Linked DNA regions of Mus musculus: region 1 is linked to region 2. The links are chromatin contacts, called in public Hi-C maps. All regions are on one chromosome and are shown on one strand. Each heading gives the region's core, a stretch centred on a gene start, on an enhancer-like site or on the middle of the called end of the contact. The rest is flanking DNA. Distances are from core to core; before and after follow the strand shown. Region 1 overlaps Map4k4 (mitogen-activated protein kinase kinase kinase kinase 4). Region 2 overlaps Rnf149 (ring finger protein 149).

Region 1 (6,844 bases), core at 961-3,460, 450 kb after region 2:
GGATTTCATGTGCTTTAGCAAGAAGATACTGTTCAGCATCTTTTGGGTTTAAGATATTGAAGATGCTGGCCCTGAATACAGTCTTTGTAATGTGCAGTGCGCTCTGTGTGCAGTGCACTTTGTGTGTGCAGTGCACACTCTGTGTGGAGCATGCTCTGTGTGCAGTGTACTTTGTGCAATGTGCTGTGTGTGCAGTATGCTATGTGTGATGTGTTCTGTGTGCAGTGCACTGTGTGTGCAATGTGCTGCGAGTGCCGTGTGCTCTGTGCAGTGTGCTGTGTGTGCACTATGCAGTGTGTGCTGTGTATGCAATGTGTTCTGTGTGCAGTGCACTCTGTGCAGTATGCTCTGTACAGTATGCTGTGTGTGCTATGTAAGTATACTCTGTGTGCAGTATGCTATGTGTATTGTGTTCCCTGTGTGCAGTGCACTATGTGTGCAATGTACTCTGTACAGTGCACTATGTGCGCAATGTGCTGTGTGTGCAGTGCACTGTGTGTGCAGTACAGACTGTGTGCTGTGTATGTGTGGTATACTCTGTGTGTGCAGTATGCTGTGTGTATAGTGTGCTCTGTGTGCAGTGAGCTCTGCAGTGCATGCTATGTATGCAGTGCACTCTGTGCAGTGCACTGTGTTAGCTGCTGTTGCAGGCTTCTCTCTGCCTCCACAGTGCATGTCTCTGCTATAGTATGATGGGATGACACTGTTCTCTCCTTTTCTAACAGCAGTATTGAGCCCCGGCTTCTTTGGGAGAGAGTGGAAAAGCTGGTCCCCAGGCCAGGCAGTGGCAGCTCTTCAGGGTCCAGCAACTCAGGATCCCAGCCTGGCTCCCATCCTGGGTCTCAGAGCGGCTCCGGTGAACGCTTCAGAGTGAGATGTAGGCTATCTCTCCTATACACTTTCTCTAGGGACAGCCATGGCTGCAGTTTGTTATTAGAAGAACTCCATGTGTAAAAGGAGGCCCAGCTCTGCATATAGCTGCATTTTACAAAGTGATGCTTTGACATAGATTGCTGAGGATATAATCAGTGCCAATAAGGTTACCCAGAAAGCTGTATTTTCAGTGCTTCGCACACGGGTGCCATGGTTGCTTCACAGCTGAGTGGAATTAAATGCTTTGCCTAAGGTGAATTAGCTAAATGCCTCAGCTGGGATTTGAACACATTTCTTCCATTTTGAACTCTGAGGCTGTGCTGTAGTCAGTGTGTATTACTGGTGACAGTAGTCAAAAAGTTCCTTCACTGAGCTCTTCTCACTACTTGGAAGCAGGTATTAAACAGAGGTGGGAAGAGGGAAGCCTTTCCCTCAGAAGGGCTGCCAGCGTGTCCCTTGGCCCTGTTTTACCCCAGAGTTCAGACCCTATGGAGAGGGGTCGACTGACGTCAGCAGGGGGAAGCCAGAAGCTAGACTGAAGGGGAGGAGGTGGAGAGTGTGTGACATGCGTTTATCTGTGTCTCTGCTTTTTTTGTCTCTCCTGAACGTACCAGCATCATCCAAGTCTGAAGGTTCTCCATCGCCACGCCAGGAAAGTGCAGCCAAAAAGCCTGACGATAAGAAAGAAGTATTCCGGCCTCTCAAGCCTGCGGTAAGTACTGTGTAAAATCACTTAGTTCTGTGTCAAGCTGGAGGGAAACCTTTGTGTTAAGAATATTGTTGAAGGGCTGGGGTATGCAGTTGCATGTGGGAGGTCCCAAGCTCAGTCTCCAGCGAAAAGAAAGGAAAAGTGATGGAGAGGCCTGCAGTGGTTTGATTTTTGTGTGGCCCTTCCCTGCTGTGGGGAAATAGAAGAGTTGTCTGATGCAGGATGCCGTTGTGGGTTCGCCCTTAGGCATCTCAATTCTGAAGTCATTAGCAGGGCAGTTCTGTTCCACTTCAGCCTTCCACTAGTTGTCCAATTAGCCGTACAGAGAAGCACAGAATAAAATATAATTTTATGTATTGGCAGTTTTTAAGGAAATGAGTATTTTATAGTAATACTGAGTAAAATTCAAAAGCTCCAACACACGCACACGCACACACGCACGCACACACACCCATACCCGTGCACGATGCACAATCATTGCTTGTCATCGACCTTATTCTTGGTAAGTTTGGTGTTTGCAGTACTGGCTTTCAGAATAAGTGTGAATGAGCGCTCCTGTGTCTTGAGTGCTGCCCTTGGTCTCTGGGCTGATGACTTTGACTGCTTCCTCGATCCTTATCATGGCAGTCAGTCATGTGACTGTGGGTACTTGTGGGGTTTTAAGCCTATTGAAGTTTTAGGTTCCTCTTTAACTGATTTCTGGATACCCCCTCCCCCTTCTTCCTGTTGCCTGCTCCCTTCTCTGCATCCTTCATCAATGTCGGCCTCCCTCTCCACCTCCATGGAATCGTCGTGTCCTGAAGGGAGAAGTGGTAAGCCCGCATCCCTCCCTCCCTCTGATGGCTAGCTTCAGCGGTGCTCTCTGCCTCTCGGCTCTGCTCAGCTCAGACTTGCGCTCTGCCTTCCGCTTGCCTTTAATGACCGTCGGCTGCTTTAGCTGATGAACCAAGCTTTGGGTCTTTATTGCCAAACCTACCTGGAACAACTGTTGTAAAGGAGCTGCTTTGTCACAGATAGCTGCCAGGACAGAGCAGGCTCAAGCTTGCTTCTGATAGTTCAGAGGCTAGAGGTCAAAGGTAAAAAACATATTCTTAACTGCATAAAAGAAGAATACTAAGTTGGAACTGCTCTTTAAGTTAAAAGGGAAAACCAGTCATATAGTTACTGCTTTTTAAAATGCTATTGATTTTAAATAAAATTCCCAAGTAGAAAAGGGAGTTTGGACTTAAATGGGATTTAAATCAGTCTAGGAAATTAGATATAAAGAATTGATAAGAATCTTAAAATATCTCAACAAGGTAAAGAGAAATGAAGCCAGTTTTTAGTAAACTTTGCTCTGAGGTTCTCAATCATTGTATAATTGAGAATGTGGCTAAGTCTGGGGGAAGGCCAGTGGGGATTGCCGTGGCACGTGGCAGATGGGCTTTCCCACTGCGGACGCCCCAGCTCGGGCATGGCAGGTACTAGTAGGGAGGTGAGGGTGAGCGTGTGCTAGCAATCTGCTGTCTAGGCAGCCTGGGATTCTTCATGAACCGTGGAGGGGAAAAGGCCCAGCTATGTCTGTGTAATTAGGGGCAGTGTGCGCAGTTCTAAATAGTCCTCTTAGACATGCTGTCTGGGCTGGAGAGGTGCCTCAGCGGGGAAGAGCACTGACTGCTCTTCCAGAGGTCCTGAGTTCAATTCCCAACAACCACGTGGTGGCTCACGACCATCTGTAATGGGGATCTGATATCCTCTTCTGGTGTTTCTGAAGACAGCTACAGTGTACGTCTATAAACAAAAAACAAACAAACAGAAATCCTAAAAAGAAAAAAAACAACTGTCTTTATTTAAAAAAAAAATAGTCATGATATCCTGCAGTCCTGTCTTCGCAGCAAAAGCCTCTCCTATCTTAGACTTACTGAAAGCAATGCTGTCAGCTCACCCTGCAGACCACTGTATGGTGGGACTGAGTTGTCTGTTACACACTGTACAGTGGGACTGAGTTGTCTGTTACACCTGCCTTCTTCCTTCTGTCCAAAGCCGTAGCCAACAAACTCCTCACGAGTCCTTTCCTGATGCTGACTCTGGTTACTCACTGGCAGTTGGCCTGAAAGGCTTGTCACCTTTTCTCTCCCTACCTTCCTCTTTCCTAACTTCCTTTTCCTTCCTGTGTCTTAGGACTTGACTGCGTTGGCCAAAGAGCTTCGAGCAGTGGAAGATGTTCGGCCACCTCACAAAGTAACAGACTACTCATCCTCCAGTGAGGAGTCTGGGACCACAGATGAGGAGGAGGAGGACGTGGAACAGGAGGGGGCTGATGATTCTACCTCGGGACCAGAAGACACCAGAGCAGCGTTAGTGCTTGCTGGGCTCAAGAGAAGAGCCTTCCCACTGGGCCTTCTCTCCGCTGCAGCCTTCTGCCCTGTTCATGAACTCAATGACATACAGCTTTTATACACACACACACACACACACACACACACACACTATACATGCCTCCTGTACACACCACATATATACAGACACACACTACATGTGCCCCATTTATATACCACACACTCAACACCATACCATATACACACACTACACACACACCCTGTACACACCACACAACCAAATACGACACATGCCCTGTACACACCACATGCTTAACACCACACCACATAAACAACCACACAGACACACACATTATACCACACCACACACACACACACACACACTACATCATACACATATACACACATACAAACACACATATCAGCGTCTTCCCCACAATATCTCAGCATGTCTCTTTTTCTTTTAATTTAAGGGTTCAGTAAAAGGGATGTTTCAGTGTGGTATGACTTAATTAGACATAAGAACTCATTCTAATTAATGTTCTACTTAAGAACAAAGTGAACAGCAAGGAACTCTTCTGTGGGAGAAAGCCACGTACGTGCTTGCTGTCCTATAGGAAACTTACACCCGATGCTTCCTCTTGCCTCAAGCTTTGAGAGGGTCACACGGCTTGGCTTGTTATCCGTGACTTGCAGATCTTGTCTCTTCAGGTCATCTCCGAACCTGAGCAACGGTGAAACAGAATCTGTGAAAACAATGATCGTTCATGATGATGTAGAAAGTGAGCCAGCCATGACCCCGTCCAAGGAGGGCACCCTCATCGTCCGCCAGGTACCGGAGCCTCCTCTCCTGTTGTCAGAGGCCGAGCTTCTCTATGGTCATTAACCCACCTGCTCATTCACTCACTCACCCATGCTATTTCTACATCATCATCGTTTTCATGTTAACACAGCTCTGAGGGTAGCGTGTCCTGGGCGAGGGAGGCAGGAGTGCTGCATGCCACAAAGGTAGCCAGTAGTCTTCCACCCACATTGCTGTTCCTCTGCATGCCCTTGGCAGCCTCCATCCAAGCACCATGCTGAGTCTCACAGTCTGTGTTGGAGTGGTAGAGAAGCCACAGGGACTCCTGGGAAGGCTCACAGAGGGAAGGTACAGATCTGGAGCCTCTAATGGCCACCCTGAGGCCCTGCTGGGGCATCTGGCCCTGTGTCTGCAGCATTGGGGCCCAGGGATGAGTGGGTCTCCTGAGGTCCAAAACATAATCTCTGTTTGTGATGCAAGATGGATTCTGCTTGGACCATGATATTTTCTAACTGTTCATTCTTAGCTTAGATTTCATCCAAGTGCTAGGCTCCTCACTGCAGCAGGACAGGGCACGCTCCAGGCTCTGGGTTTTCCCCTGGGTGTTTCATGCCACAGCAGTGTATTTGGATGGAAACTAGGAAGAACCTAAGAAGATCAGGATTCAGAGGAACCACAGGCTGCTCTCTAGAGGTGGCTTAGATTTTCAGAGAAAACAAGGGGGTGGTCTCCCATCAGTTGCTATTGCTGCAAATGAACCAGGTGAAACACTTTCTACTTGTATTGGGTGGTCCCCAGTGAGGTACTCTGACTTCAGTTGGCTCAAAATTGGGCATTTGGCAAGGAAGTTTGAGCAATTCTGGCTAATTTCCTTGGATTTTCCTTGGTAATCTAACACAGTTTGGAAAGTCACACAGCACCTTGAACAAAGCAGTTATCAGTAGGGTTGTCGGCAATATCAGCATCGCCTGAGCGAGACCAGTGTGCCTGTTTTTTCTACAGAGTACAGTTGACCAAAAGCGTGCCAGCCATCATGAGAGCAATGGCTTTGCGGGTCGCATTCACCTCTTGCCAGATCTCTTACAGCAAAGCCATTCCTCCTCCACTTCCTCCACCTCTTCCTCCCCATCCTCCAGCCAGCCGACACCCACCATGTCCCCACAGACACCCCAGGACAAGCTCACTGCTAATGAGGTATGTCTCACACCACAGCTGGCTGCTTTCCTGGGGTTAGACCAGCACTGCCTAGGAGCTAGTTTGCAAAGAAGCCCTTCCCAGAAGCCCTCCCCCTTCCCTGCTCCCTGCTCTTCTGCCATCTGCCCTCCTCCCCAGTCCAAGTAACATGTTCAGATCTGCATACAGATCCCTAACCCTAGATGGATTGTCCCCAGACTTGCCAGTTCACTGTTTCCCTTCTAGATAGTAGAGTTGCATGGCTTGCTTTATTATTTATTTTTTTAAGTAAATAAAATGATTGCTGTGTTTTCAGATCCATTACGTATTTGGCATGAAATCCTTGTAGTCATTTGTGGAATTTGCCTCTTCATTCTTTTTATCCAGTGTATAAAGTACAGGGAAATGTGACTCCATAGACTTGGCCTTATCTGCACAAACTGCTTGTCTTTTGTGAGAATCCCCCGAAGATAGGCATCCGTTGTTGTTGGTTGCTGGTTTCATTTGTTTATTTTGGGGAGGGGGTTGGTTATTGGTTGACAACTTTGGTTTCACCCACCCTTTTAAAGGGATCTGTTCCCTTGACATCCACACGTACTCAGGGTTTAAGAAGTCAAGTGCTGGGGAGAGAATGTAGAAAAGGATGATGCTGAGCAAGGACAAAGGCCAGAGCGCTGTTTTAATTTAAGGTTTTGTAGAGGAAGTCCTGTGAGTTCATGGCATGGCTGTACTGCTCAGTCTGGGTCATAGGTGGGTGAGTTCTTTGTCTTGGGCATGACCTAATGCCCAAGCAGTGACAGAGCCCACCTTGAACACCTGCTTAGTTAGGCAAGTATTTGATTTCACAGGTTTGGGGCCTATTGAGTCCATTGTTTAATAATTGAGAGGTCTAAACAGGCATTTAGTTTCAGCCAGTCTTGTCAACATAAACACTTGGTTGACTGTGGACAAGAGCGATCCTTTGGTTCC
Region 2 (7,096 bases), core at 3,976-6,475:
CTTTCTGGCCTCCCTTGGCATTAGGCTTGTAGATGACGCGCAGATGTACATACAGGCAAAGTACCCATACACATAAAGTCCCCTTTAAAAAACATTCTCAGTTTATCACTGAAGTGTAAACTATTTTGATCAAGAACATATTTTTCCCCTTTTTGTAAAGACTAGCTTACATTAATGTACTTTCTGTTCTCTGTAAACTTTTTATGCTGGTTGTTGGAGCTGATTATGCTAAATAAAATTTGTTACATAGAAAAATTTTTGTCAATAAGCATTTATTTTTGTCTACAAAGTAGACATACAACACAAGTTTAGAATCAACAACAATGGACTCCTTGCTCTTCAAAGTATGTATCTAAGCACTATACAGAATTTAGACAACAGTCTTCAAAGACTTTCACCAGCGAGAACATTAAACAGAAAAGAAGGATAAAAGGTCACAGTATTGAATCGGCTTAAAATCTCTTTAGGAAAATGTTATTTTAGTCTAACAACAACAGAATCAAACTTTTAATTAAGTATTTTTAATTGTAAAGATCAAATCCACCAAAATATACTAATCATTTAAAGACATTACTGTATGCCTACTTGATTTTCTTAATGAATCCATATTTTAATGCTTTTTTTAACATGCAATATGGCATTTTTTGCCAGGTTTTTTTTTTTTTTTTTTTTAGTTTGTAGAAAAACATGGATAAATTCCCTTCTCCTTCCAAGTGTGAAAAGAAATTAGGCAATAAAAGTAGAAATGTAAATCATAAAATCATCTAGTGTTCTTTTCACAATTCCACATAAGAAGGAATGTGTGGTTCTGAAGTCTCTGCAGACTACACAGCTCAAGCCAGCTGAATGCTCGCTCTCGCTCTCGCGCGTGCTCTCCCTCTCTCTCTCTTGCTCTCTCTCTCTCTCTCTCTCTCTTAACCCCTTTGTAGCAGTCTGGCTACACAGCCCGAAGCAGGCTTGAACTCAAGCTCCTCGGGCCTCAGCCACAGTTTGCACCACTGCCCACGGCAAGATTTCTCATTTCCAAGTTCTACAGTCTCCGCTCAGGAGACGTTCATGTGATCAATAAGGAACTACACTTCACACTTCAACTCGGTGAGCTCTGTCTAAAAAGCCCAAGAGACAGACTCTTGTTTTATACCACAGAGGCTAGTCTAGTACTCAGAAACAACCCCTCCACATACATCTGTGACAGGTGATACAACAAAACTTATGATAGACATCATAATTTAGTAGATAAATAGATGAAGGCTAATTAAAAGTCTTTTAGGAATAAAATATCTCAGCCCTTTGTATATCAAACCTGAATCTGAAAGGTAAAGTAAAATAAAGTCCACTGTTTTCAAGTATACAAACTCTGCCCTAGAGTAAAAAACTGAATGTCCTGTTCAAGCCAAGGCTCTGTCGGTGAGGCTGTCAGTGAGGATGGTGCTAGCATATGGATCCTCCATGCTGAGGCTCACTCCTGCCGGCTCCTACAACAAAGCACCAAAAGCCATCCTAGGTCAGTCGGTCTGTCCAGCCTCAGTTACACATGTGGAGACAATAATTCAAGAAACAAATTATAGAAACATTTAAATAAAACTTACATGTAAAAATGACAACCCATTTTAAACTCAACCAGCAAGAGAAATACAGAAATATCCTTTCATTTAGTAAGTATGACACACAGGCTTTCTAGTGTTATCTGAGCCAACATTCATCTGGTGACTGCCCTTAAAGGACCTCTCTGTTTACACATCTCAAGTGGGGTCACGCTCTTGAGGAAAGAAATTGAGTTTCTTTCTGGACTCAAATCACAGTAGTCTATACACCGTTTGACTCAAAAGGATCCCTAAAAGCAAAATTCCTTACTGTGTTGAATATGTTGCTTTGTAATATGGTTAGCCAGAGAACCGGTGAGATCAGGGCCCGGCTTTATGATCCTGGGAAATCCATTCCCTGGAGCCACCATATTCCTTTGCCTCTTTTTTCTAATATTGGTTTAAAACGTAAGTTCTAGGGGCTTGGGGGATGGTTAAGCTTGTAAAGTGCCTTCTACCTTAGCTTCATCTGCAGAACACTCATTAAAAAAGTTGGGTGTAATAATAGTGTGCTTATAATCCCAGCTCTAAGAAACGTGGAGAGGGATGGACCAGAGACTCCCAGCCAGTCAGCCTAGCTTTACGAGGCAAGTCCCAGGCTAGTAGGATTTTGTCTCAAACAAACAAACAAAAACCGTGTGTGTGTGTGTGTGTGTGTGTGTGTGTGTGTGTGTGTGTGTGTATAATGATGCCTTGAAGAATACATGCACGTTGCCCTTACACCTGCATACACACACGTAGCCCCCTCCCGACATATACAATAAAAATGAAAGTTCTAACCATTCTTGTAAGTTTTTCAAAACATGTTAAAAAACAATCTGATTCAATTTTAATCTTGCTATTTTGGAAGTCTTATTCAGGATAGCCAAATTCAAAATTAGAAGCATCAATTACTCTCAATTAAATTAATCTACAAATTATTTTATCTATAAATTTATCTATAGATTATTTTAATTCTAATAAAAATGTTGGTAGGACTTTCTTTTAATTGACAAATGTATATGGGTATTCTGCCTCTATGTATGTATGTAAGGATACAAAATGCACACCTCGTACCTGCACAGGCTAAAGAGGGTATCACACCCCAGGAACTAGACTTGCAGATGGCCATGAGCCATCATGTGAGTGCTAGTCATGGATCGCAGGCCCCCCGGAAGATCACCCAGAGCTCTTAACCACAGAGCAATCTCTATACCCTCTCTTTTGTTTAGACAGAAGGTTTTACTATGTAGCCCTGGCTAGTTTGGAACTCCCTATATAGATCAGGCTAGCCTCAAACTCAAAAGATTTTCCAGTCTCAGCCTCTAAAATGCCAGGATTAAAGTTATGCACTATCACACCAGGCTCAAAATAACTTCATAATTAATCTTTAAAGAATACCGAAGAGAGGGCCAGCAGGACGGTTCATGGCGTACAGGGTTCTTGCTACCAATCCTGATGACCTGAGTTTTATCCCTGGAACCTAAGGTAGGAGAGTACTGACTCCTCAGTTACCCTCTGACTTCTACATTTACATGACATACATGGGTACCCCAATAAATAAATGAGTGAATAAATTAATTATAAAGGGGCAGATATAGGGATGTAGCTCAGTTGGTAGAGGGCCTGCTGGCATGCACACAGCCCCAACTTTGATCCCAAGCACTGCATGAAACCAGTGTGGTAATGCATGCCTATAATCTCACACTTGGGAGGTGGGATCAGAGGATCAAAAGTTCAAGGTCATCTTCAGCTATCTAGGGAATTTGAGGCTAGCCTGGTATACATAAGACACAGTTTCAAAAAGGAATTTGGGGGAAAAAAGAAAAAGAAACCCTACAAATATTACCAAAACATAGGTCAGTAATTCTCTAATGAACCATAACCAACCAAGAAGAAAAAGACTTTCCTATTTAGCATGCCATAAAAGTCCCAAGATACTTTTATGTCAGAAGACAGAAAAGTACACAGAGGCTAAGAATACAGACGTTAGTCACTGGAATATGGCCAAATGCCAGTGTTTGTGATTAGCATTTCCCAACACAAAGAAATAAAGAAACTGAGGGAGAGGAGACAAAATATTTGACAAAGGTCTTGTATTTTCCATATTAAATTTAAATTAAAAAAGTTCTAAAAAAGGGCTGGAGGTACACCTTATCAGGCAAGTCCAAAGCCCTAGGCTCTACTTGGGCCCACTACAATTAAAAAACAAAAAGAAAGCATTACTATGACCTGGTGTTTGAATGAGAATGGCCCCACAGGCTCATGTGTTCCTTTACTTGGTCCCCTGCCTCTGGAAAGGAGGCCCAGTCCTTCTCCCTTCCTTCCTCTCATTGTGGATAAACTGTGAGCTCTCAGCTACTGCTCCAGGGCATGCCTGCCTGCTGCCACGCTCCCTACCATGAGGATCATGGACTCTTAAGCGCCAATAAATATTTCCTTTTAAGTTGCTTTGGTCATGGTGTTTTGTTATGGCATCAGAAAAGTTAACTAAGAATTAGTAAGAAAAAGCAGTTGAGCTGAGAAGCAGCTGCAAGAAGACCAGGACCTCACCACATGCTACACAATACGACGAGACTACAGAAACCACTGAAGACATAGACATGAATTGAGCAACTCAAAAGAAAATTTAAAAAACTTGGTCATAAAAATTTATCTACCAAGTGATCCAGAAAGAACTTCATACATTAAAAGAACAGTTTACCAAACAGCATTTGTGTGATATCCCCCATTCTTGAGAATGTATGCATCAAAAACTTGAAATGGTATCTCGAAGTGGGGGCCTGTGGTTTTTATGTACACGACAGTACTTTCCTGCCTTCCACTTTGTTCCATTCACTGGTAACATTGTGCGCTTATATCTGTAGCCACATACCTAGTAATGCTGTGTCCTCCCCTGCATCTTCTTTAAGACAGGGGCGGTGTGGCCCAGACTCGCTCGAGGAAGATGATGGAAGGTTGCTTTCACTCCTCTCCTCATCTTGGGATGTCACACTCAGATTCCCAACAGAAACCCTTCCTGGGGCAGCTTCTGGGGTGGGTAGCTCCTGCGTATCCTCAGGGTCCCCCTTGAGAGGCAGACAAAAGACAATGGCTTTCTCAGTGACATGACCAGTACGGGGTCATTTTGCTAGTAAATTCACTTGAGATATCTTTGGCTCTCTACAGGGAACGGGGTGGGAGGCACACCATCTCCTGTATCCAGTCAGAAAGACCTATTAAGTTTGTTTTGTTTTCCTCTAAAGAGTTTCCCTACTTGATGGAAGTTGTATCTCGCCCTTTAAATGATTTAAACAAAGAGGCTACTTCCTGAAACTGTCTTCTTGCGGAGTCTGTACAGCGTCACTGCTGCTCCCGCAGCCCCAGCAGCAGCCCTGGGCCATTTTACAGCATAGCACCAGGGTGTCAGAGACAAAGAGGCTCTAAATAGATGAAGGCTTCATTTATCTGTTTTAAAAATCTGTTCTGTGTCCTTTCTCCACTGTGGTTTGTCTCCAACTCCCCTCCCACCTCCTTCTCTTTGTTGCATTGAAGGAAGATAATGAAAGCATGGCCAGAGACTCCTTTAGTCATACTCCATTAAGCCCCAACACCAGTGGGTGGGTGTCTCAGACATTCTTTCTGGTTAACCTAAGAGCCACAGATGCACGTGGGTAGATGAAACTGCTGGGAAGTGACTAAGGGTTTGTAGGCTGTGAGCGTGGGTTCACAGGCACTCAGACATCTCTGCTCTGTCCTAGGAGCATTTTAAAACCACTCCCTCTTCCCTCACCAGTAACTAGACATCCTAGACACATCAAGCAAAATTCCTGTTGAAATGTTACAATACCAACTCCTGTTTAGCCTCATCCCAATCTGTTTCTCAACAAAGCTGCCAAACCTAGCTCTCCACCAAGCTCCACCCGAGTTCACATCCCCGTGCACACACCATCCACCTACTACGCACTGAGGTGACAGTCCCTCAGCAGTCCCACTAAAATACAGTCCTCCATTTCTCCATGTCTAGCAGGCAGCATAAACACTTTCTTTTCTGACCCAGATGGCATCTACCAAGTTCCCTTGCTGTGCTGTATCTCCGGATATGCACTGGCCCCGGTTGGCCTGAAAGTGAAATCCCCAAGAATCCTTGCTCTAGCAAAGGGACTATACCGTAATTATCTCTATACTATACCGTAATTATCTCCGAGCCAAGTTCAATTTAACATCTTAGACAGCATTTGTCTGATCAGTTTTTGCTCAATGAATGTAGTGGATATGGTTGCAAACCAAAGGACTGCGTTGAAGTCTTAAGAGTCACTGAGAACTCTACTGGTAATAGGGAAATGGGCCCTCCTCTAGAAACTGAGACACTAAAAGCAAGACACACCCCTAGTGCTGAAGTTATAATAGCTTCCTATCCTTCACAAAGTACGCCACATACGCACGCATTCTCTGTATTCTAGTAAGAAAAGAATTCAACCTCATATAAAATGAAGACTCATCTCTTATATATGAAATAAGTGGGCCTATACTCTCTGAACAAAATGTATGAGAATGCGAGTCTCTGCTTAGCTAAGAACAGAAATTGGTCTCACATAAATGTCAAGAGTGGAAAAGCTGGTTTAGAATCACTCAAAAAAGACAACTGAGCATAAGCTTACAGTGCATTTAAGGAAGGGAATTAGATTCTGTCAAGGAAACAATTCATCAAGCTCTGTGTTTTCTCATTTAAAATTCTGAACCATGAAGACTCAACCTCTTGTTGAACTGCAGCTTGTACATAGAGGGCATGAACCAGGCCCATGAGGGAGGTATGCTATCTCAGGCTAAAGGGACAGATAATGAAAAGCTGTCAATAAAGGAAGTTTAGGAGTTCTATAAGGAAGACACATTTCAGGACAAAGCAGGATGAGGCTGTAGTACAGCCGTCCTTGGATGAAACAGTTTCTCCCTGAAGGGCCACACCAAGCTAAAGGGCGACTGTCACACCTGCATCCCATGAAGCCAGCCCTGTTCCAGGCATAGCTCCTAGAGACACCATTATAGATGCATACATGGCTATAACAGTTTTAAGTTGTATACAATGTTCATCCAGTTTATGTGATAGGGAGATTGAGTCCAGGACTTTGGCGCAAGGCCTTCAAGCACCCTGAGCTGTATTCTCAGTCCTTCAAATATTGTTAGCTAAAATAAGTTATAATTTTATCAATAGTATTTTGAGGCATAATAGAGTACATGCAAGTCTAAAAAAAAAAAAAAAACTGTGGAGCCCATAAAAAGTGAGAGCAGATAATCAGAATCTATTGGGTATAGTATGTGTAAAATGTGTCTCTGAAGCCAGAAGATATAGGTGGCACCTCTATTTACTTCATACATTCTATGATTCAATTTACATAAAACCAAACATGCAAGCATCTGCACTCATGCACAAACCCATGCATGCATAAGCACACACACACACAGAGGATGCTACCATATGCAGAGCTATACTTCGGAATTACAGATTGGGGAAGATGTTCATAGGCTATATAGTATTCTGTCATAAACTCAGTTCA

What was found. A called contact is a pair of places that touch in the nucleus more often than the background predicts.
Region 1: a Hi-C map of the HPC-7 cell line shows a contact between it and region 2, with 1.7 times the contacts expected there. The contact joins two enhancer-like sites. A contact is called at or near these places in 15 of 39 promoter capture datasets (the 3T3-L1 cell line, 3T3-L1-derived adipocytes, the C10 cell line and 10 more), 2 of 484 Hi-C or Micro-C datasets (the HPC-7 cell line and bone marrow-derived macrophages), 3 of 115 datasets of contacts at active chromatin or transcription factors (large pre-B cells, microglia and stem cell-derived neural progenitor cells) and 3 of 9 other capture datasets (adipose tissue, embryonic stem cells and liver).

The regions. Positions count from the first base shown.
Region 1 is chr1:40,005,946-40,012,789 of GRCm38.p6, forward strand. It overlaps Map4k4 (mitogen-activated protein kinase kinase kinase kinase 4), which reads left to right. Exons shown (of 32, transcript NM_001252200.1): 19 at 726-877; 20 at 1,488-1,585; 21 at 2,386-2,394; 22 at 3,743-3,918; 23 at 4,612-4,732. Among named protein-coding and RNA genes, the nearest start is that of Il1r2, 75 kb to the right of the region's middle. Within about 2 kb of position 2,211, at least 24 of the 459 cell types and tissues checked have an H3K27ac peak or open chromatin away from gene starts, as enhancers often do. A contact at or near this core is called in the HPC-7 cell line, where this site is marked.
Region 2 is chr1:39,551,041-39,558,136 of GRCm38.p6, forward strand. Rnf149 (ring finger protein 149) reads right to left here. Exons shown (of 7, transcript NM_001033135.3): 6 at 4,438-4,630; 7 at 256-1,475. The coding sequence ends at 1,432. Among named protein-coding and RNA genes, the nearest start is that of Snord89, 5.7 kb to the left of the region's middle. Within about 2 kb of position 5,226, at least 101 of the 459 cell types and tissues checked have an H3K27ac peak or open chromatin away from gene starts, as enhancers often do. A contact at or near this core is called in the HPC-7 cell line, where this site is marked.